3 separate regions of the Mus musculus genome follow, and regions 2 and 3 are each linked to region 1. Evidence: chromatin contacts called from public HiChIP or PLAC-seq and promoter capture Hi-C data. All regions are on one chromosome and are shown on one strand. The core of a region is the stretch at or near the end of the contact, and the rest is flanking DNA. Distances in the headings are between cores, read along the strand shown. Region 1 has its middle 10 kb from the start of Gm19619. Region 2 has its middle 25 kb from the start of Gm36084. Region 3 holds the start of Albfm1 (albumin superfamily member 1).

Region 1 (3,736 bases), core at 799-3,298:
CTTTTATTCATTTGTTTGTTTGTTTGTGTAATCTTGTTTCTCTAAAACCAAAGTCTCAGTAAGCCTAGAGAGCTATATGTCACACTAACTACTTAGAGTTCCAGCTGCACATCTGCAGGAGCTCAACAAGCCCTTGGTGAAGGAGTGAACTATTCCTCTATTTTATGGTCCACTGACCATAGACAATGCCCCCATCTACACAGAAATTAGCACTGAGGATGTGCCAAACTCCATCTCTCAACCAGCTTGCTGCCAGCTAGCCAAAAGCATGACTACGCATGCTCACCCATGCATTTTAACACTTTTCTGAAGAAACTTTGTAGTTTTAGAAAGCTTCATATACTTTTACTGGCCCAAACAGTCCAACAGCTAGCACGAGATACATTCCGTGAACCTAAATCAACTTTCATTTAACATTGCTTACTTTACTTAAACTCTCTATATTAGAAAGACTGAACTGAGAAACCCACAGCCATTAATCCAGATCTCAAACATGGGGCACACAAAGGCAATAAAACAGATTTCAAAGATCATTGCTTGGGAATGACGGATCTGCACCGCCAGTCACTTCTCAGGGTTTACATTCGGACTGCCTCTGATGATTGATTGACATTTTAGGGGCATCAGATCTTTAGGATTATGGCTTGATTTTCTACTTCTTGCCTTTTCCCAAAGGACTGGTTTGGAAAGATCAAATATTTCAAGATAACTCTGATACCGGTTGAATATAATTCGAAAATGAATTTCAGATAGACAGGTTTGTTCTGTGATAAGCAGATGTACATCACGGTGACATAATTGCTTTGGCACACATCCTTCTTCTACAGTCTTCCTTCTAGCCAGGTCTCTTAACATGTATGGGCCAATCTATTGCAGTGGCGAGACCCCCTCTTTCCTTCCCTTCATCTCAAGGTATTTCCTTAGTGCCCAAAACCATGGTCAGAAAGCTACAAAGGTGATACTTTCTTAAAAAGCTAGAATTTGGAGTGGGTGGGTTCCTGGTGGCTTAGTTTCAAGTTCATGCTACCTGGCTATAATTAAATCTTTTCTTCTTCTATATCTGATCAAGCCCTGCACCTTGCCTCACAACTCCAATTCATTTGTGTCTCCTCACTGTCCCAGCATGAAAACCCTGGTTTAATCCCAATCTTCCATACTTGACTTTACACTGGAGCTCAGGAACACAGGCAACTAGACTATACCCTACGGATGGATCTCTGACTACTGAACTAAATTCCTAAATTAGGTTAAGGATCCAGCTGTGTGATAGTAATACAGAGTGATCCGGGCCTGGACAAAATAGCATCCAGTGTGAGACAAGATGTGCCAAAGATCCATTTTAAGTTAAGAAAGCCCCTCCTGGAATGGGTGGGCAAATGGAAGTGCTCAGAGAGGAACTGGTGTGCTGAGCGGAAGGAGGGTAGGCTAAGTTCAGCCTCAAGACACACAACAGGATTCAGTACCTTTGCTCTTTTTTGGAGAAGAATTAGGTTTTGGATCTGATATTTCCTTTTAGAACCGTAAATTCCTTTCTACATTTCTCTGCACAATGAAAGTCCAATGAAAGACTGAGGAATGAGGACTCAGAAACCTGCTCCTTTAAAATATCTTACTCACTTTGGCAAGGAATGAAAGGCAGATAAGTTGATACATATATTCAATCAGTGTATATGACTTGCCATAATCCCACTGGATGAAGACAGAGATTCAAGTTAAGAACTGAAGTTGTACTTAGTAGAAGGCAAATGGATATTTACGGAGAAGCAGGTGTGCACACTGAGGAGGTCTTTTTTTTTCTTTTCTGGCAGTCTTATATCTAAGTCAGCATCCTGTAATAAGGAAGAGCTTAGCATCAGATCACAAGAGGACCAGCCAACCTCACAAGGTTTATTGCCAGCTCAGGTGCATGTGACTGTCATTATTTTTCACATATGAACAGGTTTCCGTCCTAAGAGCAGAAATTGTGACTATCTGTCCCTGCAAATACTTGCCAACCAGTCCAGAGGTGACCTGTGAGCTTCCTTTCTACCTGTTTCATCACTCAGGAGAATCATTTACCAAATAGGAGGTGGCCCAGCTTTGTGCATGCCTTGGGAAGGTGACTTCAGAGAACACAGAGAACCTGAGCAATAATTTTTACTGCTTTAGGTTTTCCATAGCTGTCACGAGGCAGTGGGGTAATTAGCGGTCAAACTCTTCAGTGTAGCAGTCCTCTCGGAAAGTCCTTAGGTCAGATCATTTTTCCAGGTCAGGTCACTTCTCCTGAGACTCTGGAAAGCCCAGTCTCACTGGCGGAAATGAGGAGGGGAGTACATTGTGCAGTTAACATTAGCTTCCTCTGGGCATTACCCTGTCTTGTACCTCCAAGTCTGTGTACGACCAGGTCACCCAGAAGAGGCACATAAACTTCTAAGAGGCACATAAGCAGCATATTTCTAGATCTTTATTCCATTCCATTCTTTCACTGAACAATTTAAAAAGCAGCTATTTTTTTTTATACTCTGTATATAACAACTTTAAAAACTGAAAGCAACTCTGGAGATTCATCTCCAAAGCTTATTAGAAAACATTTCTGTCTTTGTGATTTTACCCCAATTCTAGGCTGAGTTTTAGACATATGTGGAATCTGATCGTGGAAAGCAAGCAGATCCCACGGTGTCACACATCTGTCCTTATTACTTAGCCATAAGGATAAACAAATCAATGCAATGAGAGAGATAACGTGGGACAGATTAAGAATGATTATGTTCATTAAAACATTAAAGTCAAGGAACTTTAGTTAGTTTTTACTTTGCATCTTTGTAGGGTTTAAAGTTATCTGTGATGATTCTTAGCTCTAAGACTTCCCTTTTGTGATCTAAGGGGACCTGGAGTTACCCATGTCACAGTGCGCACAGCGATCATTCACTATTTAATCCAGACTGGGCTAAGACCTGTTTTACCAGGCGAATTGTGTATTCATCTGAGGTTTGGAAGAAAACAGGAAATGAACTTGGATTCTATCTTTAATTTAGGAAAAAGACTTTTTCAACTAAAAAATAAATATTAAGATGTCATTTAAAACAGTCCTTGGAAGAAATGATGAACAGAAATATCTGTAACCCTGAGCAGGGGTAGTTTTAGGTGAAGTCAAGCAGCACGAATCCAGGGACGGGAAAGCAGTGAGAAGAACTGCACAGCACAGGAAGAGCATGAGAAACGAAGGAGGCAAATCACCGGCCTGTGGAGACTGGGGGGCTGGGCGGAGGATTGCAGCTATACCTGGGAAATAATAGTTTGATTAACTATGAAGAGAATGATAGTTTAGAAATAATTTAACACCTAACTAAAGAAGATAGCACAACATGTATAACATCACGGTCATCAGGCCACTCGTATTACAGGATGTGTCACTGAAGATCTCAGAATTAGGAGTCCAGCAATGCCAAATGACCGTAATGATGTAGTCAGTTTTAGTGAACAGTTTGGAAGTTCATTTTATTCATACATATTTACCACAAGACCAAATATTACTGAGAGATTTTCCAGGGGTAAAGGCAACAGATGGAAATCAGTTGATGCCAGGACAGGGGAAGGCAGTTTTCTTCAGTGGAGTTACAGTGGGACATATCAACCTTAACCCTAGGCAGGCCTGATGCTCAGGAGTAGTCCCAACACAAACTGGAATCCACTGTTCTATTTTCATTTATGTGTGGGTTTTTTCTCTTAAGAATGATCTAGAACATGGAGTTGGGTA
Region 2 (4,095 bases), core at 938-3,437, 600 kb after region 1:
ACATAGTGGCATAAATAATACCTTCCTTTAAAAACCCAGAATGCTGGCAGTATCCTGACCTAAAATCTAGAAAACATAGTGCAGGTTTAAAAAAAAAAAGACTGAACATAAAAGCAACCAAGGTGGAGGGTTTGCAGGCTGTTTTATCAGAGGCAGGGAGTTATCTCTACAATAAAACTACGTTCAGGCTCCCCAACCATTGGAATATCCTCCCTGATTCCCCAAGTCCTTCTTTGTTTTCTATATAATGACTTTAATTAACATTTTATATAAAATTCTAATTTCATATAACTCCTAAAGAAAACATGATAAGGTAAAAGTTTGAAATTTTTGGTACTGATTTTAAGTAAATTTCCACTTTGGCTTTAGAGTACTGTTTTCTCAGTGACTGCCTTTCCAGCATGTCTCATCCAGTCCAGCTCAGTATCTGCCATGAGAGTGGTGACCACAGGGAGAAACTGGAATGCCTGGCCCCAAGTGCACAGAATCCTTGAGGGATTTAAGTAAGGAATGCCACAGATAACAAAGGAGATTGCACTCACCACATTCTCGAACAGCAAGTGGGGCATCACCCCCAGTGAAAATTGTCTCAGTGTTTCGTAGGACAACTAAAAGTCTTCACCATAAGGCAGGTCATGTTTCTTGCAATCTATTCTGCAACTAAAAATTTAATTCTAGGAAAGCATTAATTCTAAAATTTTAATTAAAATTTAATTAAAAATTAATTCTAAATCATTTAATTCAAGGAGTCCCAGTATCTAAGCCCATGTTTAACATATATAGAGAGCTACAGAAAATCATCAACTATTTTTAGAATTGAATACATGTTAATAACATTAGTATAACAATAATAAATCAGGTATAGTTAAGAGTGGCCCACAGTGGACATTAGGGCCTTAGCCAGCCCCAACAATACATTATGACTGAATAAACTCAAAGCTTACCATATACTCATTGGAACAAAGAGGAGAGAGTTGAATGGAGAGAGTTGATTGTTTTTTAGGTGTTGTCCTTTCTCACTCAGAGCCATTACATAGCCCCTCTGTCACAGCCCACAGACTTCGACTGTGGATTAGGGCTTGGTGTGAACGCCAAAAACGAGGTGGGAGCAGTAAAAGCAGTCTCCAGGCCAGTCACTCAGAACTGCTTTTTGGAAAGTGGATGCTACACCAACCCAGGACATTCAGAAAGGAATGGCCACTTTCATGGGGAGTAAATTCTACATCTTTCACACCTCATTTCTCTCACCATGGCTTGTATCCAGAGTCTAGTTAAAGTAATCTTTGGACAATAACTATCTGCCAAGAAGCATCCTGGGTGGGGAAAAATGGTCTGACCGAACATTAACTGGGACAATGGAGCTGCCCAGAGAGAACGATGCAAGTGGCAGGGTAGCTATCTATTCCACTCCACGTATTCATGCAGTACAGGAACGGAACTCCAGGTACCTGGTGGCCAGATATGGGCTCCTGTAGGAAAATGGGACTCTAGTTGTACTCTTGCAAAATGCTTCTCTATGGGCGTTTTATTTTAGTGAAACTTATGTCTGAAGTATAAATGGCTAGCACCTTCTCACTTTAGTGTTTTTATTGGTTGAAAGGCAAGGGGGTTTTGTGTTTTTTGGTTTTTGGTATTTTTGTTTGTTGTTTTTTGTTTTTTTGTTTTTGTTTTTGTTTTTGTTTTGGTTTGTTTGTTTGTTTGTTCTTTCCTATATGGAAGCTTGGCTAAAAACAATTGACCAGCCCTCACGTAACAGACCCTTTGTTCCCAGGATTAGGTGGTCTTTAGATGAAACCTGGTCACTTGAGACAGAGGATACGTAATATTAGCTGAACATCATCAGTGACAGTGCCTGGCGCGTCCTCACCCTGGCTGTAGGTCCTGACTTCCTGCCTCATGCCTCAGACCTTGGTCCTTCTGTGAAATGAATTCCCATCGGCACTGCTTCACATGATGACTAGAAGCCAGACTACAACACAGAGTAATACTATCCTTGTGTTTGTCACAAAGGAAACCAGGAAATGTTTGGCACTAAGAAGTAGCCTTCGAGAATCATTTCCCATGTTGCATTTGCATTGACTGAACATGGCCCTGACTTTCCAGAGAAGGGAAAGAGTGTGACCAGTACCTAGTGACATCCCATTGACCTCTGCAGCCAGGGTCAGGCTGTTTGTCCTCTTGCCCCATCCCTACTCCTCATAGCTGCCTGCCAACAGCAAAGCTGACCTGCCGATAATTGTGTTTAGCATCATGTGTGCTGCGGGTGAGCAGCCTGTGTTGTGCAACCAAAACTCACTTAGCAAATATTTCAGTTTGTTGAGTCATGAGCCTGACAAGTAGCTGCAACCCATGAAGTAGCATTTCCTGAGTCCAAGCATGAGAGAGGGAAGTGCGGCTAAGCCTTTGTTCAGCATGGTGCTTTCTGCACGTCCACCTGAGACCACAGCTTCATACTAAAACAGTTTTCTCTCTACTCGATTCAACATCAGTTCCCGTTAATCCAAGCAAAGCTCAGACCTTCAGGACTATAACCCAAGAAACACAATGAACAGTAACGGGTGCCTTCTCCTGCTCTGGGAAAGTGGCCCACCAGGAAGTGACAAGTGCCCTTAGCCTGCCAATTCATGAGCAATTGGATGCCTCTTACATGGTAGTACAAGCTGAGAAAAGAATTTCCTGCTATTGACTTACCAATACCTTGGGAATTTTTCAGGGAAGAAATACAAGTTTATTCTTTGCGTTAATAAGGCAAAAAGTATTTCATAAAATTCTTCAACTGAAATGTCTTAATACACAGGGTAGGGTGGGTTTCTGGACCATAACACCATGGCTCAGCCTCACGACTAAGCTTTGTATCCCTCAAAGAGCCAAGACAAACATGGTAACGATTCTTCATTTTTCCTGGTCATGCCTCATTTTCTACATTATTACCATTTCATGGTGGCCTTCTATACCATATGATGAGCCCCCATGGTAGAAGAAACTGCTTCAAATGACCCCTGGACACCCAGTGTGAGTACTGGGAACCGAACTTGCATCTTCTGAAAGAACAAAATGTGTTCTTAACCATTTCCCGGCCTCTAAATTTCTTTTAATTATCACTTTGGTTAGCATACGAGGAACTGAGTTTTACTAGGACATTTTCATATACATATTCCTATTTTTGGTTACTTGCCCCCCTATATTGCTCTCTTCCTCCCATCTTTCTCTCTCTTTCCTCCCCACAAATAGTTCCTTCTTTTGCTTTCTGCAGGCACATAAATTCTTATCTGGTCTTCATTTCTAACTCTCTTCTGGCCAAGTCACATGTAGATAAAGAAAAAAGGGGAGCCATGCTGCTGGAAACTGGCTGCCTGCACAGTAGTCAGAATGTCTACCTTGACTGACAGCATTATTGGGTTAAAACATGCCTGCCCCTCCCCTTCCACTCCACCACCCCCCCCCCTCAAGCTTTATGAAGTTAATCCTAAAAGGAAAAAGAAAGATCTTTAAAAGCAGAATTGATGAAGTTTGCTTTGGAATATTGATGCTGAGCTGCCTAACTACAGGAGGAGAGAAAGCTGTACAGGCCACTTGAGATGGGCCAGGAAGCTCCTCGGGGGAGGGGTCATTGAGAGCCCGGTCTACACCCCCCCCCATAGTGAAAAAGAGCAGAGTCCACTTTAACCCCATGTGCACAGTAGAGCTACCTTTTCAAAAGCAGGCAATTTGGGAAGATTTCCAGAAAAAGAAAGCCACAGAGAGTGGCTGCAGAGGAAGACCTCATGTTGGCCTGGCATTGCAGGACCTTCCTGAAGCTCTCCTGCAGTGGATCCTTACTTTTTTTTCTTTAAATATGAGCTTCGATCACATAAAGAGCAAAACTACATTTGTAAAGTTTATTATAACTATGAACTGATGTACAAACACCACCAGACTAAGTGAGAAGTAACATAACACTACGAGTCCCTCCCATCCCACTCGTCTGGTAGACATGACTGTTTTCAGTAATCATTCCCGTCCTTCTTCACATCTTTACCTTCTATGTGTGCATTCCGAAACAACAGAACGCATTTTGTGGGCTCGGTTCTTCATGTAAGAGGAATGGCACTGTTT
Region 3 (4,109 bases), core at 859-3,358, 730 kb after region 1:
AAAGACTAGAGTTCAACCATCATACACACTTTAAAAAGAGCTGGGTGTGGTGGTGCAAGCTCGTTATCCCGGTGCTGACAAGGCAGAGGTAAGCGGGCTCACAAGCTATCTGATCTACCCTACAAGGCAAGCTCCAAGCCAAGCAAAACCCAAATGAAACAACAGGGCATCTAGACATTTTATCAGGAGAAGGGACTCATGAGGCCTCAGCCCGAGATAAAGAACTAAGCAGCTTGGCAATGCAGAGAGCAGGAGAAACAGTCTGACCCAGGGAAGAGCACATTGACTGGTTACCCAGTACCAAATGGACAGCCCTGAAAGCATATGCATACAAGTAACATTATGCCAGCTGAGCAGTATGCACACACACACACACACACAAACACAGACACACACACACACACCAATTAAAGAAAAAGAGGCCATGGATTTGAGGTCGAGTGAATGGGGTCACACGGGAGAGTCTGAAGGGAAGTAAGGGAAGCAGGAAATGATGTAATTGAATTATAATCTCAAAAATAAAGGACAACGTTTTTTTTTAAAAAATCAAGATGAATGGAGTCTGAAGTTCACACAGATTGCCCTCTGTTCACAGTCACACAACGGACTCTGAATTCTTTAAAGTTAGTGATTTGGTTAAACTCTTTGATTATTTCATTATAAGCTATTAGCACAATCGAAAGTAAATGTCAGGGCTAGGGAACAAAATCCCAGAGATTAATAGTCTAACGTTCTTGATTTGGCAAAGAACGAGTCTTCCACACTCTGTGAGGGAGATTGCATCTCCACCAGCCACTCACTATACACACACACACACTCATACACAGACACACACATTCACACACACACAAACATACTCTCACACACACACACTCACAGAGACACACACATTCACACACACAAACATACTCTCTCTCACAACACACATACTCACACACACACATACACACACACACACACACACACACACACACACACACACACACATACACCTCGATGGAGCTGTGTCTTTCTTCTTACACTAACGGTTTCCAAAGAACCAAGCAGCTTTCTTTTACGTAAGCAACCATTAGCAATTACCATTGCTGCACAAAAGTAAAGGTTTTAAAGGCAACTCTTTAGATTTCAACTTCTATTTATAAAACGCATTTGCATGTACGTGTGAAGTTTTAGCGCTTTGTGTGGGTACGAAGAGCGAATGAGGGGCTGGGAAAATGACTCAGTCAGTAGAGCACTCGCTGTACAATCATAAAACTGTGAGCCTGGATGCCAGGAACCTACTTTCGAGACCCAGCAAGTACCTTGAGTCTCTTATCCCATTATTGCTGCAGGAGGATCCCTGGAGCTCACTGGCCAGACATTCTAGCCAATCAGTAATCTCCAGGCTCAGTAATCGCCAGACATTCTAGCCAATCAGTAATCTCCAGGCTCAGTAATCTCCAGACATTCTAGCCAATCAGTAATCTCCAGGCTCAGTAAGAACCTATCTCAGAAAATTAAGGTTGAAGAGCAACTGAGGAAGACACCCTATGCCAACCTCCAACCTATACATACATGTGCACATACGCGTATGTACAGAACACACACATGTAAAAGATTATTAAATGAAAACACGTGTCAAGGGGTAAGCATATTGCCTTGTAATAACAGGTAATAATGTAGCTTCCAGGATTATTCCCGAGTCGTTCCCATTTTTTGCTCTATTTGAATTCACTTTAGCCAGTTTCAAACATTGGCTTAAACGAAGCAGTCTCTCATCTAGACTGGGGACAAAGAAGGGAAGCTTAAAGTGGGGTAGTCCCAGAGGAGTGGCCTCAACGTACAGGCCTGTTTCTCAGGCCATTCCACTCACAGGTGTCTAGCAAGTGTCAATGACTGTTTTTTGACAGCGATGACCACTGAGAAAGATAAGGCTCTCCACACACGTGTTAGTGACTGTCATGGTTCCTCATATAATCCTTACACATAGGCCACACAGGCAGCAGATGGGATTTCCTACCTGCATGTAGTAAACTTGTTTGGAGAGACTCACATTTACTGTAGCTGAAGAAAACAATGAAGGGTAGAGCTTTAAGAACCTCCATTGTTTCAGATGAAGTTCCGCCGTTTGAGAGGAATGATGGTGTTTATATTCTTTTCCAGCAATTATCATTAACCGTTAGCTTTTCTAGTGAATATTAGTTTTTCTTAAGGCTCCCATGGACTGTCATGAAACCGGACAAACTCAGGACAGTGAAGAAATGTCCGTGTTTGTTAATGAATACAGGAATTTAAAGCAGATCATGTCGACCTATGATATGTTTGAGATTGCAACACACAGGCCTCGTGCTAGCAAACGATGCACCTGTTTGGTAAATGCCAGTCTACAGTATCTCGTTTCATAGAAATGCCTGTTTACATGTGCAAAGTTCTAAAGAGGCAAAGAGAAAGCAAACATGAACTGCCTTTGACTGGGCAAGTGGACTGGACTCAGGTGTCAATGCCAACACTGGCATTGCCAAGACCCTGGAGAGGGGAGAGGTGGAGGGCACAGCCAAGCCAGCAAACACAAAGGACTCCTATCCCTGAGTGCTGGTTGTCAATCAGGACCATCATGTGACTTTCACTCACACACGTCACCACTGCCTAAATGGAAAATTAAGACCAATTCTTTTTTTTTCCTTGAAAATCTCAAATAAAAAGTTTAATTTTAGAATCCAAGCTCATCATTTATATAAATACACTAAAGCATAGTCCTTGCAAACTCAGAAATTCAAAAAAAAACATTTTTTTTCTAAAAGGTCAGAGGCAAATGAGTGATTTGTTTCACCCATATTTAATTGATTTGAAATGAGGAAATGAAAAACCTTTTAGAGTTATAAGCAGAAACTTTAGAGTCCGGTAAAGAATCTGATAGCTGATACTTCATGTTGATATCTTTGGGATTCTATAAAGTCCCAATGATGGTTGGGGCTTCCCTATCATAGGAAAAACAAATCAAAATGCCTAAGGCTTTTCTCATGACTGCAATAAACAAGCACTTTCCCTGTCAACAGGCGACCCCTTCAAAGTAGAATCTGAGCTATATCTGGTCAAACTGTGAGGGGTCAGTGCGTACTTCTTATGAGATGGCTTTATTGTATAGAGACACAAAAGTAAATCAGAGGCATGGAGGTTTGATCAACAGGCCATCTGTTGTCAACGTGTCATACCATGCACTGGCGAAGTCCTAAGCATGATGCTAAGACCCAGATCCAATTTCAAGGAGCTCATGAAAAACGGGGTATCTCTGAGTTAACTGGCCGTGGAAAACCTGAATGCATCATCTGACGCGGGAACCTTCTCATGACCCACACTCCGTGATATGCCCAAGTTCAGTTTTGCTTTCAGATGCCTGGTTCTGTAACGTGCACAGCTTCCAGAATATTCTCTCTTCGGCATACTGTGGAGCCTGTGGTTAAGAACTGTTCAGTCAGGATGGCTTAGCCGCCACCGCCTATTTGCAGGTTTCGTTTATCAGACACAGAAACTGTTTTGTTGCAATTGAAATATTTAATTAAAATACAGCACCTGATTTGTGGTTTTTACACAACTGAATAAAAAAAAACCCTACACAATAAAGTTGTTTATATCTTCCTTCCATTCTAGTAAAACAGATTGCTATCCCCTCTTAAAACAAAACAAAACTTTATAGTTTTATACCTGATCATCCTATTCCAATAATTGCCAAGAGTTTGTTTCTAGTGGTCTTCTGGCCCAAAGGAGGAGTAAGGCCCATGTGGATATTACAGTGAGAACTTGCAGGTAGCCCCAGATGCTTGCTCTGGTGTCCTGCATGGCCCCGCCAGGCAGTGTCGGCTCTGGTACAACAGCACTGAAGCACATTTCCAGTCTGGTGGCTCCATCTCTGAGTTCCATACTGAAAGCCTACTAAGGGGAGATTTACGTTTAAAAAGATGAGCTTTTCAAAATGCTCCATCATGAGCCTGGGTTGGCCAAAGCTGCCAGAATCCATGGGTATGCTCAGCAGCTTTTCTGAGGGGACTGTACTTGGGGGACAGCCCAGAAATCGGACTGCTAAGGTAGACAGCCCAGGTCAAGATGACTACTTCAGCTTCCAGTAGGTAAGT

The links. Promoter capture Hi-C pulls out the DNA fragments that hold promoters and counts their contacts. HiChIP or PLAC-seq counts read pairs in DNA pulled down with a chosen protein or histone mark.
Region 2: an H3K27ac HiChIP or PLAC-seq map of hepatocytes shows a contact between it and region 1, with 6 times the contacts expected there. The contact joins two enhancer-like sites. A contact is called at or near these places in 2 of 115 datasets of contacts at active chromatin or transcription factors (hepatocytes and pancreatic cancer cells).
Region 3: a contact with region 1 is called in a promoter capture Hi-C map of liver, with 3 times the contacts expected there. The contact joins the promoter of Albfm1 here to the enhancer-like site in region 1. A contact is called at or near these places in 3 of 39 promoter capture datasets (liver and stem cell-derived epiblast-like cells), 1 of 484 Hi-C or Micro-C datasets (liver), 1 of 115 datasets of contacts at active chromatin or transcription factors (hepatocytes) and 1 of 9 other capture datasets (macrophages).

The regions. Positions count from the first base shown.
Region 1 is chr5:91,291,628-91,295,363 of GRCm38.p6, reverse strand. No RefSeq gene overlaps it. Among named protein-coding and RNA genes, the nearest start is that of Gm19619, 10 kb to the right of the region's middle. Within about 2 kb of position 2,048, at least 21 of the 459 cell types and tissues checked have an H3K27ac peak or open chromatin away from gene starts, as enhancers often do. A contact at or near this core is called in hepatocytes and liver, where this site is marked.
Region 2 is chr5:90,688,108-90,692,202 of GRCm38.p6, reverse strand. No RefSeq gene overlaps it. Among named protein-coding and RNA genes, the nearest start is that of Gm36084, 25 kb to the left of the region's middle. Within about 2 kb of position 2,187, at least 117 of the 459 cell types and tissues checked have an H3K27ac peak or open chromatin away from gene starts, as enhancers often do. A contact at or near this core is called in hepatocytes, where this site is marked.
Region 3 is chr5:90,559,208-90,563,316 of GRCm38.p6, reverse strand. It overlaps Albfm1 (albumin superfamily member 1), which reads right to left and starts at 2,108. Exons shown (of 14, transcript NM_001252661.1): 1 at 2,000-2,108. The coding sequence starts at 2,084. It also overlaps the pseudogene Gm2602.